Linked DNA regions of Oryctolagus cuniculus: region 2 is linked to region 1. The links are chromatin contacts, called in public Hi-C maps. All regions are on one chromosome and are shown on one strand. Each heading gives the region's core, a stretch centred on a gene start, on an enhancer-like site or on the middle of the called end of the contact. The rest is flanking DNA. Distances are from core to core; before and after follow the strand shown.

Region 1 (3,273 bases), core at 388-2,887:
GGGACCATGTCGGACGTGAGACAGCTGCTTTGCTTCACTCAATCCCAGGAGGAGGCCTTGGTCTTGGCCCCTTAGGAAGACTGAAGACATGGGTGAAGACACTGTGGGAAACCTGGACAGGCCCCTGGGCTACCTACCCAGTGGTGCCCAGCACTCCACCCTGGTACCAGGGAGGCCGAGTCCCAACTTGGCAGCTGGTGTGCGGAGGCAGGAGGGTAAGGACTGCCCCGGAACTCCGAGCGGCCCACCAGAGACCCTCAAGGGGCCGGACTGACATGAGCCGTGTGGTGCAGCTGGTTTGATCCTGTGGAGGGCGGTGCTGGCCTGTAGGGTTGCTCCCGCTCCTGCGCCTGTCAGAGGCAGGCACACCTGCGTCGAATATGCCTTTGCCTGGTGTCTGCGGACTGGAGTTTGCGGAGGCTGTCTCAGCCTTGGGCATGGACAGCAGGGGAGCGATGGCAATCAGAACTCCCTCCAAGGCCTGTGTGGGGGCTCCCGGCAGCCTGAGGAGCAGGCCAGTGATTCTACTAAGTGGACACCTCAGGACAAGTGAGTCAGTGCCCATGGCCAGAGCTGTCTGTCAGCAGCTTGTTATATAACAGGACTCTGGCCGGTCTCCTTGGAGCTGGCTCACCCCCTACTGTTTTTAATCTCCACCATGTCCACCCTCTGCTTCCTGGCCAGCTGGGTGGTGGCCCTCGTCCTCTGACCTTGACCCTCTGCTGACTGCTGCCACCCCCCATCCCACCTGCTCTGGTGGGCTGAGGGATGGCACCCCAGAGGAGGCCCTGTCCTCTCTCTGGAACCTCCGGTTAACCTGCATGCAGATGGCCTGGGCCATCGGGAGGGTCCTGACTCAGGCGCGTTAGTCAGAGGGAGAATGGACACTGACGAGGCTGTGGACACAGGTGGGAGTGAGGTGGTCACAGCCAGGGAGCATCAGGGACCAGGGAGCCCCGAGGAATTGTCCCCCGGCCTTACTGACACCTGAGGCATAGCTTCCGGCCTCCAGGACTGGGCTGTGGTTGGAAGCCACGGATTTGTATTTGTTACAGCAGCCACAGAAAAGGGGTACAAAGGCCAAAGTTTCCAAAAAGGATAGACGCACACTCTGCTCTGTCCTTGAGCCCTAATGACAAGGGTCTCCTGGACCTCAACAGCCAGTCCTCCCAGGTAAGAAGGCTCCCTGCCGAGTGCATCTCACAGCTGACAGCTGCGCACCAGGAGGGCTGGGGGTGGGGGGAGGCCGTGGTGGCCTGGTGGCCGCGAGCTTCATTTGCACCGTGCAGCCCAGAATGTGGCTCCAAGGCGCCCTCGGGGCCCCAGTCCCAACCTGCAGCATACACACGGCCTGTCTCAGGGCAGGAACCTGGCAGGGCGGGAGGGCTGCACGTGCGGTGGGCATGGGAGTCTTTGGCCCTAATTTTAGACATTTCGGAACCAAGTGCAAACATGATTATCAAGGGTATTTATAGCAGCAAGGAACTGGTGCTGTTGAAATCACCTGCGTGGGAAGGCCACACAGACAGCACCATTGTTCCCTGCTGTCAGGTGAAGGGCACCCACCTGCAGGGAGGGGGTGTGGTCACAGCTGCCTGAACCTTTTTAAAGCCCAGGGCAGCCAGCGCTGCCTGTGCCGGGATCCTGAGCCCAACAGGTCTACCGGGGCCTTGGGGTCAGTTTTCTTCAGCGGCCTCCCTTTGTAAACTAACATTTTTCCTTAAAGCAGCAAAAGGAGAAAAATTAACATCCGAATATTCCACAATTGGAGAATTACTGCACTCTCATTGTCTTGGGTAAGCACCAGGCTGGAGTCCCCCTGGGTGTCTGGCCAGTCTCAGAGCGGGGAGGGCAGTGGGAGACCAGGCTCAGCCGAGTCCAGCCGGGAGCGCGTGGGGCTCAGGTGGCCACAGATGCTTCTGGCTGGCATTGTGCCCAGGGCCGGTTTGCTGGTGGGCAAGTGACCCAGGGTCGTGTCTGTGGCACTAGGTGTTTGCCCCTCTGGACGCTGGCAGAAAGGCTGAGGGTCCTGTGTTCTAGCACGAGACGGCCTTGGCCTTGGGCCTCCCGAGCTACTGGCAGGCCGGGGCAGAGCCTCATCACCTCTGCTTCTCTGCCCCGTCTCCCCCAGCATGAGGAGCGAGATGCTGACGGCGCTGCTGACCCTGGCTGGCCTGCTGCAGGTGGCCGGGTCTCTGAAGATTGCAGCCTTCAACATCCGGTCTTTTGGGGAGACCAAGATGTCTAATGCCACCCTCACCAGCTACATCGTGCGGGTCAGTCCCCAGGGGCCTGTCCCTGAGGACAGAGGGACTGCAGGGGCGGGGTTAAGGATCCCTACGTTATCTGGTGCACGGTCTAGGTTTGTGCCCAGGGCATCTGGGTAAGGCCAGGCCGTGGGTGCAGGGCAACCAGAGCCTTATGGGCCTGCCCTTGTGTTTTCACGGCTGGCGGCTGCGTCCCCACTTGGGCTTTGGCCAGATGGAGATGCAAACAGCCCAGGAGCAGCAGCCCTGGCTCCCACGGTGACCCTGGGGGTGGGGGACGCAGAGCCCCCTCAGCCACCTCCACTCAGCTCTGCTGCGGCCCCACCCCCAGATCCTGCAACGCTACGACATCGCCCTCATCCAGGAGGTCAGAGACAGCCACCTGACGGCCGTGGGCAAACTGCTGGACAAGCTCAATGAGTGGGTGACAGCTGTGGGGCCTGGGGAGGTGACGAGCACTCCCAGGGCGCAGCCTCACTGCACTTGGGGCCACTGATGGGGACGCGGGCAGGGCCTGCCTGTGGCAGCCACTATGTCGCCTCAGCCAATCTTTGATTTTGCTTCTCCAGGAAGGCCGCAGACACCTACCGCTTTGTGGCCAGTGAGCCCCTGGGGCGCAGCACCTACAAGGAGCGGTACCTCTTCGTGTACAGGCAAAGTCGGGGTCCCGGGGCTGGGGTGGTCTGAGAGTCCAGTGAGGCCCTGCAGGGGGGCCTGGGTTGCAGTCCCACTGCCCGGTGGCCGTGTCCTCCCAGGGACGCAGGTCAGGTGAGGTGACTGAGCGCTGACTGCTGCTATTCCCAGGCTCGTGGACTGGGTGCCAGGAGGCAGGAAGGGCAGCGCCCAGCTCAGGGTCACATGACCTCTCCCTTGACCTTGCCGCAGGCCTGACCAGGTGTCTGTCCTGGACAGCTACTACTACGATGACGGCTGTGAGCCCTGTGGGACTGACACCTTCAGCCGAGAGCCAGCCGTTGTCAGGTTCTCCTCCCCGTCCACGAGTGAG
Region 2 (3,273 bases), core at 399-2,898, 210 kb before region 1:
GGGAGTCTGCCCCCCAGGAGTCTAAATCGGGCGGCCGTGCCGGGCCCCTTCAAGATCCTTGCAGGATGGTTCATGATGCTTTTGCTGAAGTCCAGAAAATGAAGCCTGTCCTTTCTAATTGTAGAGGCCCCCAGAGTGGGAAGTGACAACAAGGAGAACCCTCAGCCGGAAGGGGCTAAAGGAGCAAAGCCATGCGCAGCGTCAGCCGGCAGGTCCAGGGGCGGTGGGCTGCAGAGTCCCGAGCCCCGAGGGGCGAGCCTGGCTGAGGCCCGGCTGTCCCGGAGGCAGGGCGGCTCCCAAAGTACCCAGAAGCCATTTGCTCACTACCAGAGACACTGCAGGGAACTGGACCACATCAGCAGCCCCCTAAAAACGCACCCGCTGAGGGAGCTGAAGAAGAGCAAAGGAGGCCGAAGAGGCCTGAGCGGCCGCCTGCCGCGGCTCAGCCACCCGGCGCCGCGCTCGGCCAGGAAGCCCTACAGGTGCGACGACTGTGGGAAGAGCTTCACGTGGAACTCGGAGCTGAAGAGACACAAGCGCGTGCACACGGGAGAGAGGCCCTACGCCTGCGGGGAGTGCGGCCACTGCTTCGGGCGCCAGTCGACCCTCAAGCTGCACCAGAGGATCCACACCGGCGAGAAGCCCTACCAGTGCAGCCAGTGTGGGAAAAGCTTTCGCCAGAGCTCCAACCTTCACCAGCATCACCGGCTCCACCACGGCGACTGAGCGCGCCCGGCGCCAGGAGGGTCTTCGGGTTTCCCCTCCCCTTCCCCGCATGGAAGCCACAGACCGCGTGACTTGCAGGACAGCAGGGGCCCTGGAGGGGTGCGGGTGCCCATCTGGCCGGTGAGGAGCCCGGCAGAGGCTGACCGGGGTCCTGACCGGGCCCAGTGCTGGGAGGAAGAGCCGGCGGCTGTGGGCAGGGGCCGTCTGCAGCAGGTGGCAGGCAGCTCCCGAGGGAGAAGCCGGGTGACCCCACGGGGCCCTGACCGTCCCGTCGCCCTCTGTTGCTTTACTTGTCTTCTCAAATACTAAAAGGTAGACTGTGTATGTCGTGCATTTCCTGTCAGGCCAGACAATCAGGTGGTCCAGCAGGACTCCAGGCAGCCAAGCCCCAGCGCTCTGTGATACCCAGCTGTGCTTAAGCGGAGGAGTTGATCATTTGTGTGAGCAGAGGGTTTCCAAGTAATTAGATCCAGAAAGAAAGAAAAAGTGTGGCGAGGGATCCTTTTCTGCTGAACACCTCTGATTTAGAAGAAGATCCACGTGGTTGCTTTGTCCCTAGCCCGAGAGGTAGGGAAACTACCTAACCCTGACCCTGACCCTGACCCTAACCCTGACCCTAACCCTAACCCTCACCGAGGCCAGAGACTGCTCGGGGACGCCAGGGGTCCTCCCCGCTCCGCCTGCTCGCCGAGGCCGCTGGTTTGAGGAACGACAGAAGGGATGGGGTGACGACGTGTTCTGAAGTTGGATTGTGCTTGCAGAGCTTGGGTTCACTTGATGGTATGTAAATTGTGCCTCACGAGTGTTCTAAAACATAAGAGAGTATATTTCTATAAAATGCTCAAGTCCTGGACCTGGGCCCTGGGAAATCCTCTAATCCTCCCCCCTCGTTTTCTCAAAGTACAAATAAAACCCAGGCAGTACGAAAGTGTTAGTCACCCGGGCAGCCAGCCATTCCTCAGTGTGGGGGAATCGGGCCGATCCGATCCGTGTGCACCGCCTGCGGAAACAGGCAGGCAGGCGCCCCGGGCGCTCTTATGCCCCCAGAATCCCATGTCAGTGCACACTCTGCCTTTGAACACTCTCCCGTTTGCATCTGGGCCTGTGACACCCCCTGCCTTCCCCCAGCCGCCTGGGCACAGCTTTGCTGGCTGAGCCTCTGGGGAGGGAGGGCTGCCCGAGACCTCTAGAGGAGTGGACGCTGGGGTCGTGCTGAGCGCCCCCTAGTGCCCAGGATGCCCCACAGCAGTCACGCGGCTCAGCCGCAGTAGGGCTGCGGTGGGGGGACTGCTCCCCACACGCTGCTTGGGGAGAACGACCTCATTTTCCACTCTTGTAGCTTTTAGACTCGGCCCGTGTCCAGCTGAAAGAAACGGATACTAGCTGAGACCCTCGCTTTCCACTCAGGGCCCATTTTGGCCTGAATGCAGTGACCCTGGGCACAGTGGGTGGGCAGCACTTGTGTTTGGGGCAGAGGCGCATTGAAAGCCCCGTGGCTTCCTCATAGCTGTGGTGGCCCTGGAGGCCTCCCTCCCAGCTCCTGTGCTGCCCACCACGGGACCCCTCTTCAAATTCAGCTGCCTGCTAGCGCACTCCGGTCTGCAGCCTCCCTGGTCAGAGACTCTGGGTTTCTCATCTGTTCCCCCATCCCTCGCCCCACTCTCTTTCTAGGCCAAATTTCACTGTTGTCTCTTAAGTTCCAAGTCATGGTCATGTCTGTGTTCCTGCCGATGCTGTAACAATGCCCGCAAACTCAGTGGCCTAACACAAGCTTCTCCAGTTCCGGAGGTCGGAAGTCCAGCATGAGTCTCGCTCAGCCAAAATCCAGCTTTCTGGAGGGCTGGGCCCTTCCACAGGCTCTGAGAGCGAATCTGGCTCTGGGACTTGTTCAGCTTCTAGTTGCCACCTGTGCTCTGTGGCTCATGGGCCCCTCCAGTGTCCCTGCAGTCTCTCGTTACATCACCTGCTCCTCTGACCCGGACGCTCCCACCTCCCTCCTCTGAGGACGGTTGGGATTCTCTTGGGCCCAGGATGATCTTCCCATCTTAACACCCTTAACTTAGTAACAGCCGGGAAGCCCACGGGCCACATAAGGGACGGTGCCAGGTTCCAGGACCTAGGATGTGGACATGTTTGGGGCCTGATGATGCCCGCCAGGCAGGTCCATCTCGAGTCAAGCTGCTCCATCCGAGAGGACCCCTGCCTGAGAGAAAGAGCGTGCGTTTGCACTTCCCTTAGCTATAAAGCTTGGCACAGGGCCCTTCCTGCAATGAGAGCTTGTGCTTGCTCAGTGTGCTTCACAAGGAGCCGTGTGTGTCTGTGTGTGTGTTTGCGTGTGTGCGTGCATGTGTGTGCGCACGTGTGTGTGTGTGTGTTTCCACTCATTACAGAATTGATAAATGTTTAATCTTGGTGTCTTTGGATGATGAACTGTCAACCGTGGACCCTGAATAAATGTGACAAAATCACCACTCTGCTCATTTCTTTCCCAAAAGGTTTCAAATCTGACCTGCTTGACTCCCTCTCTGGTGTTGCTTTGGCTTAAGG

Evidence for each region. Hi-C and Micro-C count contacts between places; a contact is called where the count stands out from the background.
Region 2: a Hi-C map of an unstated tissue shows a contact between it and region 1, with 2.8 times the contacts expected there. The contact joins the enhancer-like site here to the promoter of DNASE1 in region 1. A contact is called at or near these places in 2 of 6 Hi-C or Micro-C datasets (ear pinna and an unstated tissue).

What each region holds. Positions count from the first base shown.
Region 1 is chr19:31,857,631-31,860,903 of mOryCun1.1, reverse strand. It overlaps DNASE1 (deoxyribonuclease 1), which reads left to right and starts at 1,637. Exons shown (of 9, transcript NM_001082740.1): 1 at 1,637-1,796; 2 at 2,132-2,276; 3 at 2,599-2,687; 4 at 2,837-2,920; 5 at 3,153-3,268. The coding sequence starts at 2,133.
Region 2 is chr19:32,072,001-32,075,273 of mOryCun1.1, reverse strand. It overlaps ZNF174 (zinc finger protein 174), which reads left to right. Exons shown (of 3, transcript XM_002722770.5): 3 at 125-3,194. The coding sequence ends at 726. Among named protein-coding and RNA genes, the nearest start is that of NAA60, 9.4 kb to the right of the region's middle. Within about 2 kb of position 1,648, at least 1 of the 8 cell types and tissues checked has an H3K27ac peak or open chromatin away from gene starts, as enhancers often do.